Regions from separate parts of the Hordeum vulgare genome. Here region 1 is linked to region 2. The links are chromatin contacts, called in public Hi-C maps. All regions are on one chromosome and are shown on one strand. The core of a region is the stretch at or near the end of the contact, and the rest is flanking DNA. Distances in the headings are between cores, read along the strand shown.

What was found. Hi-C and Micro-C count contacts between places; a contact is called where the count stands out from the background.
Region 1: a Hi-C map of seedling shows a contact between it and region 2, with 3 times the contacts expected there. The contact joins two enhancer-like sites. A contact is called at or near these places in 2 of 6 Hi-C or Micro-C datasets (leaf and seedling).

The regions. Positions count from the first base shown.
Region 1 is chr4H:40,197,028-40,201,713 of MorexV3_pseudomolecules_assembly, forward strand. No RefSeq gene overlaps it. Among protein-coding and RNA genes, the nearest start is that of LOC123447781, 21 kb to the right of the region's middle. Within about 2 kb of position 1,509, at least 3 of the 3 cell types and tissues checked have open chromatin away from gene starts, as enhancers often do. A contact at or near this core is called in leaf and seedling, where this site is marked.
Region 2 is chr4H:39,871,058-39,876,455 of MorexV3_pseudomolecules_assembly, forward strand. No RefSeq gene overlaps it. Among protein-coding and RNA genes, the nearest start is that of LOC123447779, 210 kb to the right of the region's middle. Within about 2 kb of position 3,829, at least 3 of the 3 cell types and tissues checked have open chromatin away from gene starts, as enhancers often do. A contact at or near this core is called in leaf and seedling, where this site is marked.

The DNA.
Region 1 (4,686 bases), core at 259-2,758, 320 kb after region 2:
ACTTAGCCCGGCTCAGTTTGTTTGCCACCGGTTTTGGGAACCTTCTAGAGGTTACCTGAATCATTTTATATTTTATATTTTTTCTGTTTCAGTTTCTTTCTTTTCTTTTTTAGGATTATTTTATTTGTTAAACAATGTTCATGTTTGAAAATTGTTCTAGAAATTCAGAAAAAAAATATTTGCTTTTGGAAAAAATGTTCAAAATTTCAAATAGTTTCCGTTTTAAAAAAATCACAACTTCAAAAAATGATTGAGATTTTAAAACACGTTTCATATTTTCAAAAAATGTTCGCTTTTTTTAATGTTCTTCTTAAAAAACAAAATGTTAATGTCTTCGTTTTAACTTTTTATTACCTTTTCTTCTTTTTATTTTTCCTTTTTTTTGTTTGACATTTTATAATTTTATTCTAATAAAAATTGTTCTCGGGTTCAAAATTTTGGTCACAATTTACATTTAAATGTTCGTGCTTAAAAAATCAGGAATTGAAAAAATAATGTAATTGCTTTCAAAATGTGTTATTTTTTTGAAAAATGTTTGTGTTTCAAAAATTGTTCTCGTATGCAAAAAAACTACATGATTTTTCGAGAAATTCCTTTTTTGAAAAAAATGTTTTTCTTTTTCTCAAATTTGTTGACAAATGAAATTTTGTTCACCAATTCTAAAAATGTTCATGATTTGAAAATGCTCGAAAATTTCAGAAAATGTACTTCGTTTTATAAAAGTGGTTGCCTTTTCAAAAAATGTACATAAGTTATAAAGTGTTCATGATTAAAAAGGTGTACATAAGTTGAATAAATGTTGCCGCTTCAAAAATTGTTTGCGAATTTCATAAAAAGTTCCTTTTTTCATAAATTGGTCACAAATTTCAAAAGATGTTGTTGTTTTTACATGTTTATACAAAATGTTCTTGTTTTACAAAAAATGATTCTTTTTTGAAATTTGTTCACGAATTGAAAACATGCTCAAATTTGGTTAGCCAATTCTAAAAATGTTCATGATTTGAAAATGTTCGAGAATTTTAAAAAAATTCTTCCTTTTCAGAAATGTGTGCTCTTTCAAAATAAGTTCACAGATTCAAAAAATGTTTGTGTTTCAAAAAGTGTACATAAGTTGAAAAACATCTCCTAGTTTAAAATTTTCAAAAAATCTTATTTTCTAAACAAAGTTGTTCTAATTTTCTAAAATGCTCCTGTTTTCAAATTTATTTCTGTTCTTTTCAATTCTTCAGAAATTCAAAAAGATTTCCATTTATTAATTTCATTCGTAAATACTAAAGCTTTTAAGTTTGAGAAATTCAAAAAAATCAAAACGGTAATATTTTGGAGAAAAGCAAAAGAGAATCATAAAATAAAATAAAGAATAAGGGAAAAACAATGAAAAACAAATCGGAAAATAACTACCTAAAAAGAAAAAAAACTGAGCTGATTAACTGGCCAGCCCAGTCGCATCGCTAGCGGCGACGGCCCTGTCGCTTCGTCCCTGAACTATTGAACGCAGAATGCATCGAATAGGAGGTCCGGGATCGATCTCTATTTCTCTCATTTCCCTGTTCTTCTTTAATTTAACAGCACAAATGTAAATGGGCCGGCCAATCTCACTCGAGGTCAAGGGGTCACCTGAGTCCCCCTAGTTGGTTGGCGTCATAGGCGTCAGTTAACGTATATTTTTGTTAACTGGCGTCCAGGCGTTCGTTAATTGGCCGACCCATCTAGGCACCAGTTGGTTTTTTTTAAATTTCAACAAATATTTTTTAAGATTGATGATCTTTTCTCTGAAAATTGATGAACCTTTTCTAAGGTATTAAATATCTATGAAGTTTTTTGATATTTGATAAATATCTTTTTGATAATGGATGATTTAAATAAAAATTGATGAACTTTCTTAAGATTTATGAAGTTTTCTAAAAATACATGAACATTTTTGAATTTCAATGGACATTTTTCAAATTTAATGAAAATTTAAATGTTTAATAAACTTTTTCCAAATTGGATGCACTTTTTTTTCAATTTCAGTGAACTTCTTCAAATTGGTGAACTTTTTTTCAAAATGGATTATCCTTTTTTAAAGATATGTACTTATTTTTTCAAATGGGTGAACCTTTTTCTTTAAATTTTTAAACCTTTTATTATTTCATATTTTTATTTTTGTAACAAATATAAAAAGTTGACGTGTTTTCTACTGGATCAACAGCAAAAAAAGATAAAAAATAACAATTAGGCAGCATGCTAGTGGGCCGGTCCATCCCAGCGATGCTACAGGCGCCGCATCGTTAGCGGATGCCTCCATCGCTGCATAGGAGCTTCCCAATTGGGACCTTCACGAGGTAAGTTCACTGGGTTTAGGTCTAGGGTCTCATTTGTCTGACCCTACTCAGCTTTAGGCCCCATTTGTATGGGCTACAGCTGCAACGAAACTAGCCTTAGAGCAAGTACAATAGTAGAGTCGGCTGTCGGCTGTAAGCTAATGACATGTCACCTATAGCCCATCTTATAGCTAACATGTACAATAGTTGGTTAGAAGAGCATACTACTTATTTATTATATAGCCCACATTTCATTCTCACAAAGTGCCTAGGAGCACGTGCTAGAGCTGGCTCTTAACTAAGAGCCCGCTTACCTTCTCTCTCCTCCAACTAAGCAAAAATATACTACTTTATTCCTTATAGTCAGCTGATTCATTTTATTGTACTTGCTCTTAGTCAGAAGATGGTGTGTTACACACTTTTGAAGTGTCTGACATGCGCCGGATCTTATGGGGCCTTAACTGCTGGTTTATGTATTTTAATAAACCGGCGGACACCCTCGATCCGAACAGGCCGGCCAATGTAAGCCGAGAAGCAAGGAAATTTGTGTGAGCTTGCTGAAGATTCTGGAAGCTTCCGAACCTAGTTTTGGGAAGCATCTGTAAACTTCTGGTTGGGCCTTTTTCTGGTTTATGATTCTGGAAGGTTTTGCTCGGTTTTATCTTTTTTTTGAAAGCATGGATTTTTGAGAAATTCAAAAAATATTTACCAAGAAACGTTTATCAATTTGTGATTTTTTTTCATCTTCGTGAAATTTTTATTATCAAATTTCACGAATTTTTTCAAATATGCAAACTTTTTAAATTATTGTAACTTTTCTTAGAGTTTTTTCCCAAATTTCATGAAATTTTTAGTTTTTATTAAATTTTTTGATTAAAAAAAATTATGAACCTTTTTTCACCTCTGCAAACTTTTTAGTGTTTTTTAGAAAATATTACTTTTTGAATAAAATCGTGAACTTTTTCAAATTCATGAACTATTTTCGAATTTTTAAAATTTCTCCGCATTCATGAAAGATTTATAAATTAGTATTCTAAAAAAATTGTGAAAATTTTCAAAATTTTCAACATTCTATCAATACTTGAATTTTTCAAATTAATTAATTCTGAATTTAGAAACATTTTTTTTTGAATTCTTAAACTTTTTCACAACACCTGCTCACGAGATATGGATTGAAGGAGTAGCATCGTACGAGAGTGAAGCAAACTACAGTTGTCGAGCAAGATATGACCCTCGACCAACTAGGGGACGCTTGAGCGCGAGTAGTCTTCATGGCGTTTAAGGCGCCAATGAGGAGCCCTCTTGAAATACCTTGAGTGCTTTGATAAAAAATAAAATAAAAATCTTCTACGTTTTTTAGCATTGAAGGTTTTTACATAGAGTGGTGTAATCACTCACTCAAAGCTAATCACATGCTTTAATGGTAGCTGGAAGGAAAATGGCTAACTTGAAAGTTAACTACGTCATATTGACGCTACTCAAGTAATAGTTTATCAAATATATAAAATATGGATAAATAATTTACTTGAAACATTTGCTTCATGATTTTTTTTTAAAAGAGTGAAATTCGAGCCTTTTACTCTTACTTTTTAATTTGACACCAGTTACCACATAGTTTCATCAATATGCCTTTTTAACAAAATGGTTGCCTAATTTTTGTCCGTGTGGCGTGCCACTTTGTCAGTTTTCCCCCAACGAACTTCTCCATCTCAAACCGGTCCATGCTACTCCACCCGACTAGATCCACTCGGCGACCCAATCTTCTCAACTCAAAGTGGAGTTACTTGACTGAGACGAGATTTGCGGCTTAGAGGTCCTATTTGTTTCTTACTTTGGACGAGCTTCTCAGCTATGACCGATGGTTCAAGTTATGAAAGCTTCTTAGCTCTAGCTCGGCGACACACTAGCCTGGAGAGAGGAGAAGGAGGAGGACGAAGGGCTACAACCTACAGGGGCAAGTACGGTGACAAATTTCACGCAGATAAACAAAAGAATAGATATTACGAGTATAGACTTATAACCCGAAACTAGCCCCAGGAACCTCCTCAACACCCAACTTTTGTGAAGGAAACTGGTGTTGTTGTGAGGAAACCCGAGAGAACCTACAAGTTCTTTTCAAATACAGTTGCAAGGACCTGGAAACTGAAAACACTATCCCTAAGTAAAAGCCAAACGAAGCGAATAATCATGTATATTTGAGCATTAAAGTCCGGCATGGGAATTTTGTAACCTGGGTGCAAATAAACACTTAAATCGGGGAACACCCATTTTCGAAGTAATCTGGAGGTGTTTTTTCCGCCAAGGAACCACGTATGTTATTTCTTCATGAAACTTCATACCATAATTGTTAGCAAAAAGGTATTTGTTTGATTTTTCTGTTATT
Region 2 (5,398 bases), core at 2,579-5,078:
ACCGGCCATTGGGACGGTGGGCAGAGGGGATGCGAATCCATAGGCTCGCGCTGATAAAGATCGAGGGGAAGAAAAATTTGCTTTAGTCACCATGTCACGGGGGAAATAAAAGCACTGATATTTTTGTTTACCCTACAAAATGCTGACTTGCTGAGACGAAATTAGCATTGCAAAGAAGAGACCCGCTTCGGTACAACCCCCTCACGATACGTACAAAGAGTAATATAAACTTTTTTCATGTCATACTCTTCTTTTTATGAATACTAGCAAACATGCCCGTGCGTTGCAACGGAAGATTTTTTTTTTACTTCACATACACGCTCTTGAGATATAAGTAAGTCTCTTGAAATCTTGCACAATGCCACATGAAAAACAACATGATAACCGCTGTTGCACAAAAACATAAAAATGTGATAAATTTTGAAGTGTACTTAAGGTTTTTCTAGTTTATTAGATAATAAAAATATCTACGAAGTCGCAGGTATCTCTTTACACATTTATTGTCGGTCCTCCTCGATGATGTCCATACTTGCATTATGATGAAATACAAAGTACGTTTTATTTTATTAATGAAAGCATATGCATAAGCGTATTATTTTTGTCTTGTTGATATATTTGTTTGCATTTGTAATCCAAGTGAAGTTTTAATTTGTTTGTAAACAACACAGCTTCATCGAAAGCAAGCAATTTGCAAGAGTATGCATACCAAATGTTCTATGTTGCAATGCACGGGCATATTTGCTAATTCTTAAAAACATTATTACAAAAACAATTTGAAACAATATGGAAATCAAAGTTAAGCCATTGGTCTATGAAAAGCTTGCATCAGCAACATTGTACATTTTTTATACATCAAAAACATTTTCTATATACACGTTTAATGTTTTTCCATTTTCATGGTTAACATTTTTCAAAACATATTTAGTTTTGATATCTACTTTTTAATACATATTTTACACATTTTTATATATCAGAAACATTTTTTATATACATGTTTGACATTTTCCAAAAACATAATTAACATTTTAGAAAACTTAAATTTGTCATGTCTACTTTGTTCCATACACATTGTATATTTTGGTATACATTTTTATTATAGATCAGAAACAATATTCTATGCACATGAAAATAAAATAATTGCATGATCCATATTCTTCAAAAAATAAATTTCTTATATAATAGATTTTTTTTCTTCTTTTTTTGTCTTTCTTATTCTTTATTTCTTAACTGTTAATTTCTTTTGTAAAATTATCGAATTTTTTGAATCGTGATCTTTTTCTTAAATTCGTGAAGTTTTTTCAAATTCACAATCTCTTTTCAACATTTACAAACTTATTTCAAAGGCCTAAGTGGGTTTTCGCATTTTTTTCTTCTACTTTTTCATTAATTCATTTTTCTTCTTTTTGAAATTTATTATTCTTTTTGAAACATGTTTAAATATTTGACATATTGTTCGCGGTACCAAAATAACAGTTTTGAGTAAGTATTTGAAATTATGATTTTAATTTTTTTCATTCAAATATTTATTAATGATTTTAAACCAAAGCATTTTCTCTTTGCAGTTTTATCCCTTTATATTTATTAGTTATGTTAATGACTTAAAATAATAATTTTAGACACATGTTTAAATAGTTCAAACTTGAAATGTATACCTACAATGGGATGGTCACCTGCTTGCAAAAGTTGGGATCATTTAAAAAATGTCCAAAAATACATCATTTTCAATAGAGGTGTCCAGGTAGGTCAAAAGATTTCGACTAAGAGCACGGTGTTTTTCGACAACCTTGAAATGACCCAGTTTCTTTCATGGCCTTGTATGACCAAATAAAGGCATATGCCAAGTTGTTTGGATTCTCGACAAGTTTTCACGATTACAAAAGCGCTATAAATAGCGGATGTGTCGCAACGTGCATACTGTATGAGAAGTCGTTCAAACTTATCATTGATGCCTACCATGTGAATTTCCACCTTGTGACAAATGTTAGGGTCATTATAAGGACATACTAAGCAACACCGTTTTCAATGTAGGATGTACGGGCAGGCCAGAAGGCTCAGTTCGTGAGCATGTTTTCTTATATGCATCTAACAGCCCTAATTATTTTTCATGACTTTATATGACCAATTCAAGCACCATGCCAAGTTTCTTGAATTTTCGACAAATTTTGCACTTTCTGGAGTTTCTGACCAAAACAAGTCGATAAATGGTGGGACGTGTCGCAACTTACATGCGGTGTCGGAAGTCGTTCAAACATGGCATAGACGCCAACCATGGGCATTCCCACCTGGTGGAAAAGGTTCGGGTCATTTACGTTAGTCTGGGTAGGCCAAAAAGGTTCCGTTTAAGAGTATGTTTTTTTACGTCCTTGAAATGACTCCAATTTTTTCCCATGGCTATGTAAGACCAATTAAAGACACCTAACCATGTTTCTTAGGTTTTGTAGAAGTTTTATATTTTTGGAGTTTTTTTGGTAAAATGGACCATAAATGATGAGACAGGTGTTCAGAAATAAATAAATGACCGGACGTGCCGTAACTTGCATACATCCACTAGTGATCTGACTGCTGCATTCTTCTAAAAAAATATGCCTGCTGCATGTGCAGGGATTGCCGGTACCTGGGATAAATTGTTTACTACCACCTTGCTTAGAGCAAGTACAATAAGGTACAATCAGCAGGCTGTAATGATTAAAATACTATATTTTTGCTGAGTTAGATGAGAGAGAAGGGAATCGGCTCTTTGCGAAGAGCCAGCTCTAGCACGTGCTCCTAGATGCTTTGAGAGAACGAAAGATGAACCATATATGATAAAAGTAGTATTCTTTTATAGCTAACTATTATACAAGCTAGCTATAAGATGGGCTATAAGACTGCTTATAACCAGCAGTTGACTATACTATTAACCATGCTCTTAGGTGAGCACTTCTTTTGTGTGGGAAGCTTAGGCGAGCACATGGTACATGAAGTTTTCTTATTAAACCGACTGAGAGGGGCTGGCTGAGATCGACCAAACAATAGGAATATCCTATTTGACGCTCTTTACGTCAAACTGTCGGAAGAAAAGCGAACGAGGATGATCTGGGTCGGCCCACTAACAGTTGCGAGGATGCCGGTTTTGGAAACCTTCTAGACTTTCTCAGCTGGTTTTTTTCTGGTTTTGGGAACTTTCTAGAAGATTCCTTGAACCGGTTTTTCTTTTTTTTTCCTTTATTCTTTTTTTGTTTCTTTTTTTTCTGCTTCTGTTTCAAAAATGTTTTGAAATTTGAAAAAATATTTCGGAATTTGAAAAAATGTTTGGAATTTAAAAATAAATGTTCTAGTATTTTTATAAAAATGTTTGGATTTTCAGAAAAATGTTCTGGAATTTGAAAAAAAATCCCAGAATTTCAAAAATGTTCCGTAGTTTTGAAAAATGTTCTATAATTTGAACAAATGTTCCGGGATTTGAAAAAGTATTCCGGAATATGAAAAAATGTTCCGAAAGTTTATAAAAATGTTTGGATTTCAAAAAATAATGTTCTGAAATTTGAAACAATGTTTTGCTATTTGAAAAAATGTTCCAGATTTTGGTAAAATGATTCAGAATTTGAAAATTGTTCCGGATTTTTTATAAAAATGTTTCGGTTTTTCTGAAAATGTTACGCAATTTGAAAAAAAATGTTTCGGTATTTGAAAATAGAGATTACAGGTAGATGCATTATTACAGGTAGATCATGAATTAAAAATAGATATAGTGTGCCTCATTTTTGCGGTGCTTTTTACGCTACTGTTTGCTCTTACGTGGGCTGGCCCAGATGAAGGTTACCCCGTGCGAAGGCTGGTAGATCTGCCGCAGAATGCGGCGTATAGGACATCCCCAAAGAATGGATAGACCCGCCAGAAGTAGGGTGCGAGTCAATAACGTCTGGGCCATGGATTTTTTTAGAATTAAATTAAATTAAATGTGTGCTATGGACGTGTTGCTGTTTTTAATGGGCGTTGGTGGAACTAAAATTGAATAAATACAAATCATTTTGCCCTAGTAATAATTAAAAAGTCCGAACATGCATACTTGTATCCTAAAAAAAATAGAAGAATAAACAGAAAAAATATATTAGGCGTTGGCCCAACTAGCTGAAGCACTCGCTGCCCGCATATTGGTCCGGCCCAAATGTTCACAGATTTTGTAAGCAGTTAACCTCCATGTTCGTGACGGTTTTGTAAAAATCTCACAGATTTCATAAAGAATAAATCTACCTATTTGGAACTTTTTCTTAAATTTGTGTACCTATACAAAATTTTCGCAGATTAAAAAAATACTTCACTGTAAAAGTTGCAGTTCAGGAAATTGAAAAATATTCACAAATTTGAGAAAAATAATTATGAATTTATTTTAATTTATTTTAAACAGTTCACGCATGTGAAAAATTAAAAAAGGAAAGCAAAATAAAAAAGAAAACAAAAAAGGAATAAAATAGAACAAAAGCCTGGGATTTTATAAATTATATTTTCCATATAAGAATATATAAGAAGAGAAAAAGGAATTAAATGGTCAAAATAAGTAAGCTGTCCTGGTTGGTTAACATAACTTGTAGGATACCTTGAGGTCTGGGGAGGCGTATACTTTCTCAAAAGGCTATCATGCCCTTTATAATGAAGGGGTATGAAAAGATTTCATCAGTTAATGTATTTAGGGGTTGTACCGAAAAAATATATGAAAAGAAATAAAAGACCTTGTGTCATTTGCCAAAGTTTGCTTGGGATTGACAAGGCCCCTCGTTTGTCAGTTTTGGTATTTTACCCCTCCATGTATCACCAAAATCATGGTGGAGACAAATTCTACACTATGGTTGTTGGCACCTGGTACGTGAGGCCAACTCCAACAAACGATCCCAAACGGACGTCCATTTGACTCGGTTTCTGTCCGTTTGGGATGGGGAGATGGGATCGTGTTCGGGTCTTTTCTGGGATGCGGTGACCGTGCGTCCAACACGCGGCGCATCTTTTGGCCGCATCCTGTCCGCCTCCTTTTTCAAACGCAAATATTCGAATAACCATGGCCCGTAGTTCATGCCAACGGTCCTAGTTCACGTCGGCAACGCATCCAGCCTACACAACCTCACCGGCAACACAGCCAGCAACCGACAGCACACCTAGCCTCCAAAATGAATAGTTTTGTCGCCGGCAGCACAACTAGTGGTCGGCAACACAACCAGCATCCTAAATGAATAGGTTTGTCGCCGGCATACAACCACCGACCCGCACCCAGGCCAGCCTCCAAAAAGAACAACCACGGCCGAACAGACCACCTAGTTCAGGTCGTCGACGCCGAACATCTTCTTCTGTCGGGCCTCGAACTAGCTCCTCGTCTTCTCGCTCATCTTGCTCAAGTCGACGCTCATGATCGCCAGCACCACCTCCT